3 separate regions of the Sus scrofa genome follow, and all the other regions are linked to region 1. The links are chromatin contacts, called in public promoter capture Hi-C maps. All regions are on one chromosome and are shown on one strand. The core of a region is the stretch at or near the end of the contact, and the rest is flanking DNA. Distances in the headings are between cores, read along the strand shown.

Evidence for each region. Promoter capture Hi-C pulls out the DNA fragments that hold promoters and counts their contacts.
Region 2: a promoter capture Hi-C map of fetal skeletal muscle shows a contact between it and region 1, with 6 times the contacts expected there. The contact joins the enhancer-like site here to the promoter of FBXL14 in region 1. A contact is called at or near these places in 2 of 5 promoter capture datasets (fetal skeletal muscle and liver), 4 of 47 Hi-C or Micro-C datasets (embryonic fibroblasts, heart right ventricle, omental adipose tissue and 1 more) and 2 of 2 datasets of contacts at active chromatin or transcription factors (alveolar macrophages and skeletal muscle).
Region 3: a promoter capture Hi-C map of liver shows a contact between it and region 1, with 5 times the contacts expected there. The contact joins the promoter of WNK1 here to the promoter of FBXL14 in region 1. A contact is called at or near these places in 1 of 5 promoter capture datasets (liver), 2 of 47 Hi-C or Micro-C datasets (embryonic fibroblasts and heart right ventricle) and 2 of 2 datasets of contacts at active chromatin or transcription factors (alveolar macrophages and skeletal muscle).

The regions. Positions count from the first base shown.
Region 1 is chr5:68,676,788-68,679,553 of Sscrofa11.1, reverse strand. FBXL14 (F-box/LRR-repeat protein 14) reads left to right here and starts at 1,335. Exons shown (of 2, transcript XM_021092497.1): 1 at 1,335-1,897; 2 at 1,900-2,766. The coding sequence starts at 1,426. The coding sequence ends at 2,627. All of the region lies in intron 1 of WNT5B (protein Wnt-5b), which reads right to left.
Region 2 is chr5:67,867,711-67,870,476 of Sscrofa11.1, reverse strand. All of the region lies in intron 2 of LOC102167892 (a long non-coding RNA gene), which reads right to left. Among named protein-coding and RNA genes, the nearest start is that of B4GALNT3, 97 kb to the right of the region's middle. Within about 2 kb of position 1,341, at least 35 of the 83 cell types and tissues checked have an H3K27ac peak or open chromatin away from gene starts, as enhancers often do. A contact at or near this core is called in alveolar macrophages, fetal skeletal muscle, liver and 1 more, where this site is marked.
Region 3 is chr5:67,999,401-68,002,166 of Sscrofa11.1, reverse strand. WNK1 (serine/threonine-protein kinase WNK1) reads right to left here and starts at 1,375. Exons shown (of 29, transcript XM_013997884.2): 1 at 311-1,375. The coding sequence starts at 1,063.

The sequences.
Region 1 (2,766 bases), core at 86-2,585:
ATTCTAGAATGGAGCATTCCGTAGTTCCACGGAACACAGTTTATAAACCAACAGATATTTGCTGAAGCACCTTAAGCCAAGTCCAATCGTCATTCTACTTTATCTAAAAGTAAATCTGTGTCGGCACACAAAACTATATGAACCATCAGTACAACCGGGCCATGCGTGGTCTAAGAGGCTGACAAGAAAGAAAGCGCTTAAGTGAGGCTGCTGGCTCCAGACGCGGGGCAGCCAACGGCTCACAGCCAAGTGCGGAGGCGGAGGAAGTTCTGAAGCCGAACGAGCCCAGGGCAGCGCACTGGCAGTGATGTCTGGAAACACCCGGAACATGCTAGAAGGAAGTGGTAATGGGTAAATCCAGATCGAGCACTGGGAGGGCCTGCGTTCGGCTAAGGGACGGGCGGATAGAGCTGAGTTTCTTTCCAGTTTAGGGCACAAGTCTGGGGAGAAAGGCACCGTGGGAAGCCGCCCACCAGAGAGGACCGGTGGGGCGGCCGCACTGACGCGCTGCGGGGTCTTAGGGACTGGAGGGAAGGAGGAGAGCGGGGCGGTCGCCGAGCAGTGGTCTGGGAGGAGGGTCTGCGGGAGGATAAAGGGAGCTGGCTGTCAGGGTGGAGGCGAACGGAGAGGCCTCGGGCCCGGCGGCGGCGCGCAACCCAGACGTGGGCCGGGCGAGGCCGGCGGCTCCGGGAGGCGGCGGCGGCGACGCGGCCCGACCCGGTTGGCGCCCCGACGGCGCGCACAGGGTTAACCCGCGGCGGGCCGGCGCTCGGTTTCCAGGGCAACGCCGGCAGTTCCGGCGCGCAGGCTCGTACCATCGCGCGCGCGCGGGGGAGCGCGGGGGGCGGGGGCGCGGAGGCGCGGAGAGCAGCGGGTCCGGCCCGGACGCCCCCGGCGCGGCCGCCGCTCGCCCCGGGTCGGCTCCGCGCGCGCGCTCCGTGCCGGCCGGCGCTGCCCCGTGCGCGGACGCGGGGGCTAAGCGCGCGCCGGCCCGAGGTCCCCCCGCCGGGGCGGCCGAGTGCGGGCGGCCCGCTGGCAGCTTTGAAAAGCGGGCGAGGACAAAGGCGGCCGCAGCCTCCCGGCGCCCAGCCCGAGCGCGCAGCCCGGCCGGCGCGGCGCCGGAGGATGCGGCCGGGGGCGCGGCGGCGGCGGCGGGGCGCGCGGGGCGGCGCGGGCCGGGCGCGGCGGGGCTGAGCCCAGCGAGGGCCGGGCCGCGGGGGCGCCCGCCCGGGATGTGAGCGCCTAGCGCGCCGGGCGGGGAGGGCGGGCAGGGCGGCAGGAAGGACGCGCGGACGGGAGGAGGAGCGGCGCCGAGCCGGAAGGCGGGAGGCGCGTCCGTTGGGCCCGCGGCGCGGCCGGCCAGCCGCCTCGTCGCTCGGGCTGGAGCGGGGCCCGCGCCTCCTCCCCGGCGCCGCGGGGAGGAAGATGGAGACGCACATCTCGTGCCTGTTCCCCGAGCTGCTGGCCATGATCTTCGGCTACCTGGACGTGCGCGACAAGGGGCGCGCGGCGCAGGTGTGCACGGCCTGGCGGGACGCCGCCTACCACAAGTCGGTGTGGCGGGGGGTGGAGGCCAAGCTGCACCTGCGCCGGGCCAACCCGTCGCTGTTCCCCAGCCTGCAGGCCCGGGGCATCCGCCGGGTGCAGATCCTGAGCCTGCGCCGCAGCCTCAGCTACGTGATCCAGGGCATGGCCAACATCGAGAGCCTCAACCTCAGCGGCTGCTACAACCTCACCGACAACGGGCTGGGCCACGCGTTCGTGCAGGAGATCGGCTCGCTGCGTGCTCTCAACCTGAGCCTCTGCAAGCAGATCACCGACAGCAGCCTGGGCCGCATAGCCCAGTACCTCAAGGGCCTGGAGGTGCTGGAGCTGGGTGGCTGCAGCAACATCACCAACACGGCCTCCTGCTCATCGCCTGGGGCCTGCAGCGCCTCAAGAGCCTTAATCTCCGCAGCTGCCGCCACCTCTCAGACGTGGGCATCGGGCACCTGGCCGGCATGACGCGCAGCGCGGCCGAGGGCTGCCTAGGCCTGGAGCAGCTCACGCTGCAGGACTGCCAGAAGCTCACGGACCTATCTCTGAAGCACATCTCCCGGGGGCTGACGGGCCTGCGGCTTCTCAACCTCAGCTTCTGCGGGGGCATCTCAGACGCGGGCCTCCTGCACCTGTCGCACATGGGCAGCCTGCGCAGCCTTAACCTGCGCTCCTGCGACAACATCAGTGACACGGGCATCATGCATCTGGCCATGGGCAGCCTGCGCCTCTCGGGGCTGGACGTCTCCTTTTGTGACAAGGTGGGGGACCAGAGTCTGGCTTACATAGCGCAGGGGCTGGACGGCCTCAAGTCCCTGTCTCTTTGCTCCTGCCACATCAGTGACGATGGCATCAACCGCATGGTGCGGCAGATGCACGGGCTGCGCACGCTCAACATCGGACAGTGCGTGCGCATCACGGACAAGGGCCTGGAGCTGATCGCGGAGCACCTGAGCCAGCTCACGGGCATAGACCTGTACGGCTGCACCCGCATCACCAAGCGCGGCCTGGAGCGCATCACGCAGCTGCCCTGCCTCAAGGTGCTCAACCTGGGACTCTGGCAGATGACGGATAGTGAGAAGGTCAGGTGAGGGCGGCAGCGCCAGCTCCCCTTGTCCCGCCCCGTTCATCTTCCTGTCACCACCACGGCCCCCACGGTCACGCGACACGCACACGTAGACACAGATGATTGCGGTGGATGCAGCGGGGGCGATGACACAAAGCCCCAGG
Region 2 (2,766 bases), core at 92-2,591, 810 kb after region 1:
CCTTAGTATTTGGTGACTCAGGGCAGTTAATCTCTTTGAGACTCAATATCTTCACCTGTAAAATGGGACAATTAATACCCACTTCATGGGGGTTGTGTGTGGCATACAGCAGTCTCAGTATTTAATTATTATTGTTTAAATCTTGGCTCAGTTTGTTGGCCTTTGAAGGCTGGTAGGCAGACAATGAGCAGAGATGGGTCAGGCAAGCTTGGGGAATGTCGCTGAGAACCCCAAAGCCTGGAACAAAGTTCCAGATGGATCTGGAGGCCCCAGAGCAACTGCAAGCTGTGGGAGGGTGGGGTGTGTGTGTGGGGGGACACCTCTTGTTCCAAGTCTCTGTAAGTTTCTAAGTGGCAGCTCTAAGATTAACTTTGGACCCTGACCCAGGTGGCTGACAAGGTGACCTCTTGCAGAAGACATAGAAAAGCTTTCTGACAAAAACCAAGCAGGCCGCAGGGGTTCTAATTACAGCCCCTGTGCCTTCCTGTCCCTCCGGCCTGCTCTGCCCCACGGGCCTTTTTTCAGAAAGAAAGCCTGTTACTTCCTGGACTCTCAAGGGAGCAGAAGGCCTCCTGGCGGGGGGCTGCCCCAGGGCCTGCTGCGATGTCTGGGGCCCCCTGGCGGACGAGAACGCGCCTTACACCTTCCCTGGGCAGCCTTCGCACGCGTGCACCTGGGGGAGGGCTGGCGCCTCGCGGCTCCGGGAGATTTCTGAGCAGGCGGACACCTCACCCACAGTGGATTAGTGACTGTTGACTTCCAAGGGCGAGACTCACTGCTCTTGGCACAGGGAAGGCCGCAGGCTGAGGGCCTGCCCCAAACACAGGCCTCAGGGGTCCCGCCTTTGCAGGCTTTGGCCTGAAGACCAGTGACAGCGTCCAGCCTGAGTCATTTGTTCCCTGAAGCAGGATACCAGGGTAGAAAGGCTCCCTAGGCCAGGGGCTTCTATTTTAAAGGCAAATATTCACTGTTCAAACAGCACACCCCTCATGCAGGAGTCCGGCTTGAAATCCCACCTTCAAGGATCCATTCTTTTGCCTTTTTCCAAAAAACTCTTTGAAGTAACACTTTCACATGAAAATGTCAATGCTGTCATCATTTATCATGCATTTCATGTGGGCAAATCACTGAACTGGGCACCGTGGTATGTGGAAGATGGATTCCCCACCACAAAGCAGGCAGCTGGAGGGGCAGCCTGGAGAGGTCTGAACACAGCCCAGGGTCCAGAGGAAGGGCAGGCCTGGGGGTTGGGGGCACTGGGAGGAAAGGCCATTCATCCTGGAGGGAGCAGGAGAGGTACGGAAGGGTGGGGTGTGTGCAGGGAACAGTGAGTCATGTGGTGTGGCCCAGTAAGGAGGCTGAACCCTCTGCCCCTCTCCGGAGGGAGGAGGAAGAGGACACCAGGCTGGAGAGGTAGGTGGAAGCCAGCTGGGGGCAGGGGGTGGGGCCGGGGGTGGGGGGTGGTTTCTGCACCGCAGATTCCTTTGGGGACCCAGTGTAGGTGGGCTTGCCTGAGAACTGAAAGATGCGCCTGGAGCAGCCTGAAGGGAGGTCCCCCAGGTGGGTGAGGAGAGAGGGCAGAGAAGCATTTCAGAGATCAGGGGGGCTGCTGAGAAGACAGCGGAGGCCCTTGAAGAAATTTGGGCTGGGGCGGGCTGAATCAGAACACTGCCCTGAGAATGCCTCTAGGCCCACAGGTGGGAGTGCAGTCTGAGCGGGAGAGATTTCTCCCTCATCTCACCCTTGTTCTAAGGCTTCACAGTTTGCAAAGCACGTTCACCCACATTCTCTCATTGATCTTTTTAACAGCACTCTTGCTGAACTGGGCATACTGTTCTCATTTCATACATGGAGAAGCTCAGGCCTGGATGAAATGAAGTTGTAAATTCTGCTTTATATTAACCATTGGTCTTCAGGGGTGCATATTTGTTTCTGTTTTAATTTTACGACAGTTCAAACATTTGAGGGGGTCAAAATTCAGAATGTCCAGATGAGAGTCTATCGACCCTCTTCTCCCAGCTGCCCGGGTCACCTCTTGCCAGCGTGAACTCTAGCCTTTCCACCAGAGTGAGGCAGGGCCTCAGGGACAGCCCCACTGCAGATTCAGGAAGGTCTGAGGCAAGGGTCGCCTCGGGAGATGTGTCAAACCTGCTCTTAGCAAAAGTACACATGGTCTTCTTTCAACTTAGGCCACAGAAATTTATCTTTAAATCCCAAACTCCTCGGAGGCAGGGAGTATCTCTTCAACTTCGAGGAAGTAACAGGTTAGGGGTTAAAATTATAGGCTCTGGCAGATATAGAACTGGGACCTTGAAGACGGCCGTGTGACCTTGAGCAAGTTACTTAGGCTCTTGAGCCTCCACAATAAGGATGTCCTCACCAGCTTCACAGGGCTGTGGGGGACCTGACTCATGTCCTGCATTTATCTGTGTGTCAGGCAAGATCTGTACTCTGCAACTGGGAACTGCCATCATTCCCAGTGCTCTGAGTCCTACTGTGTGCAACAGACCTGGGCACCCTTTCAAACTTAATCCTGACAGAGGACTGAGGATCTCAGGCACCTAATTAAAGGCAAATGGGCACTGCAGGCCATCAAATCCATATATTTGAATGAATCGCTCTTTCTGGGCTGGGACTAGCCCTTCCCTTATGTGAAACCAGCCCTCCAAAGGCCAGGCTCTTCACCATCTCCTCTTCAGGGGGCTTTTCTGGGTAGTCGGGCATTTTGAGGCCAACAAAAGGGCTGAGAGCCCACCACTCCTCTGG
Region 3 (2,766 bases), core at 126-2,625, 680 kb after region 1:
TCAAGTTTCCTGCCAGACACTAAAACAATAACGAGTAAGCAAGACATTTGTACCAGGATGCCTTTCACCACTCCTTCCCTAGAAGCAAATCGCACTAGCTACAGCCACTAACTCCTATTCTATCCAAACACCTAGGTGCAAGCCCCAAATTCTGGTTTCTACCTCTTTTCAAAAGTTGGCCTCCCACCACACTCGACTTGGAGCGAACAGTTAGAGAAAGACATGCCAAGGGTGAACTCTAGAAACTGGTCGAACTGAGCCAAATCTGGGATCCAAACCACCGTAAAATAAAGAAGTAGCTCGTGTATACCTGCAGTTCACACCAAGCGACCTCCACCGTAGTTTCGGTGTCCAGACCTTTATAGACCGTCTTAAAGGAGCCCCTGCCAATTTCGATGTCAAACTTGAGAAAGCGGCCATCATTGGACATGCCCACTGCCTTGGTCTCCAGCTCTTCGATGTCATCCTGCTGCTGGCTCCGCTCCTCTTGCGGCTCCTTGGCGCTGCCGCCGCCGCTGCCGCTTCTCGCCGACGGGGGCTCCTCTTTGCTCCCCGCTTGGCTGGGCTGGGCAACCTGACGGTCTCGGCTGGCGCTGCCCGGGGCCGAGGCGGCGGCCGGGACTGCGGCGGCCGGCTCCCCTGGGGTGGCGGCGGCTGGCGGCTGCTGGGCCACATGGGCGACAGCGGGGGTCAGAGTCTCCTCGCGGTGGGGCTCCGGGGGGCTCCTCTGCTGGGCCACCGCGGCGGCGCCGGGCTGGGGCAGTGGGAGGGGGAGGCCGGGCAGCTCCAACGCCGTGGCGTTAGAGTCGCAGATGACGCTACGGCGGAAGAAGCGGTGCTCGGTGGTGGTGGTCGCGGCCGCCCCCCGGCTGTCCTTGTCCATGGTGTGGCGGCGACGCCGGTACTCCTCCGTCCTGCCGGCTCCGGCGTCCGCTGCCGCGGCGCCCAGCTTCTCCCCCACCGAGGAGTCCGAGCTAGAGCCATTCTTGGGGGCAGGCGCTGGCGGCGAAAGGAACAGGGAGCCCGGCGGGCTGCTCTGCTGATCGGCCCCGCCGCCAGACATGGTAGGAGTGGGAGCGAGGCAGGCGGCTCTAATTTGGATAGAAGCGGGCCGCTGTGGGCCGACGGCCCCTCACTCGGCACTGACTCGGCGGTCCGAGCGGGAGGCGGGGCAGCGGGCCGGGCTGCGGAGGCCGCTGCGGCTGTCGAAACGGGCTGCTCGGGGGCGGTGGCGGGGCGGAGGCACGGGGGCTGGCGCCTCACCGCCCGCACCCATCGTGCGGCAAGCGGCGGCCGAGCGGACGGGAGCGGCAGCTGCGCGCAGTCATGGGTGCAGCGCGGGAGCCCGCACCGAGTCCAGGCGGGGGCGGCACTGGCTCCCCGCCGCCGTGGCCCGGCCGGGCGGGTTGGGCCCTGAGGCCGGCAGCTGCGCGCGGACCCCCGAACGGCGGCCGCTCAGGCGCGGAGGCGGGGGAGGCCGCGCCGGGGCTCGCGGCCAGGCGGGCGGCCGCTCCTCCTCCCCGCCAAACTCCTGGACGGCCTCACAGGCCACCCATCGCCCGACGCGAGGGGCAGACGCGCGACGCGGAGGAGCAGAGGAGCTGCCCCCGGCCCCGGGCCTCGCCGCCCGCCGCGGGCCCGGCGGACCCCGTCCCCTCCGGGCCGGGGCCGGGGGCTAATAGAGGGAGGGCCGGTGGGGAAGGGCCCGAACCGCTGCTCCTCCGGGCCGAGGAGGGCAGGGAGGAGGAAGGGCAGTCACCCCGTCAGGAGCTTCTGTCACGGAGACGGTGCAGAGAGGCCGAAGGAGAAGAGCCGCGTCCGCCAGGGAAACTCCGCGCTAAATGGCGCCGGGAGTCTAAAACCTCCACACAGCCCGCTCCGGCCCCGCCCCCCAGCGCCCGGAGCGCCCCACCCCCACCCGCTGGCGGGGCTCTCGCGCAGGCGTGCTGTCCCGAGGCCCCTTGGGACTTGTAGTTGACGCGTTGAGGAATGAAAGGGACGGAGGAGGAAGGCGCCTACGACTCCCGTGTCGCCCTGCGGTTACTTAGCCTGATGCCCGACGGGAACTGTAGTTCCTTTTGAAACCGCCCCTTCTGGAAGGTGGGTGGGAGCGTCACCGTGGGTCGCTAAGCCCCATCCCTCAGTCGGCACCAGCTAGGGAAATCATGACTTAGGCATTAATTGTGGAATGAGAGAAGGGAGAAGAAAAGGAAAGGGAGGCAGGACGAGGGGAGAGGCTCCCATCATGCTCTGCTGAGGCGAGAGCGAGCTCTTGGTGTTGCCGTGGCTGGAATATGGGCTGCTTCTGTGTAATGAGGAGCCGCGGCGGTGCTGAGACCCGGGTGTGGTGGAGAGCAGGGGGAGCCGGACCCCCTCCCTGGGCCACAAACTTTGTGCATCACACTGATTGGGTGCGTGGCAAGGAAGGAGACAGGGAGAATGATTGTGCGCCTACCTCCCATAGCACTTAAGGCCGCATCCTCGGCTCCAGCCCAGGACACACACTCTGGCTCTCAGTGTTGGGCTGCCCCAGTGTAGTCAAACGTCAAAGCGAACTCTGCCAGAAAAAAAAAGACTGTACGTGGAAAGGGGGGAAGGTGAGGTGGTAATGGACTCAAAAGACAAGGTCTGCGGATCTTTGCGTCTTTTACCACAAGCTTGAAAGAGCTGAATTGACTTGGACGAAACTTAAATGTCCAACTGTCTTTTGCTTGGTGCTTAATAAACCAGCATCCCTCTTTACTCTAAAGGTGCATGAATGTACAC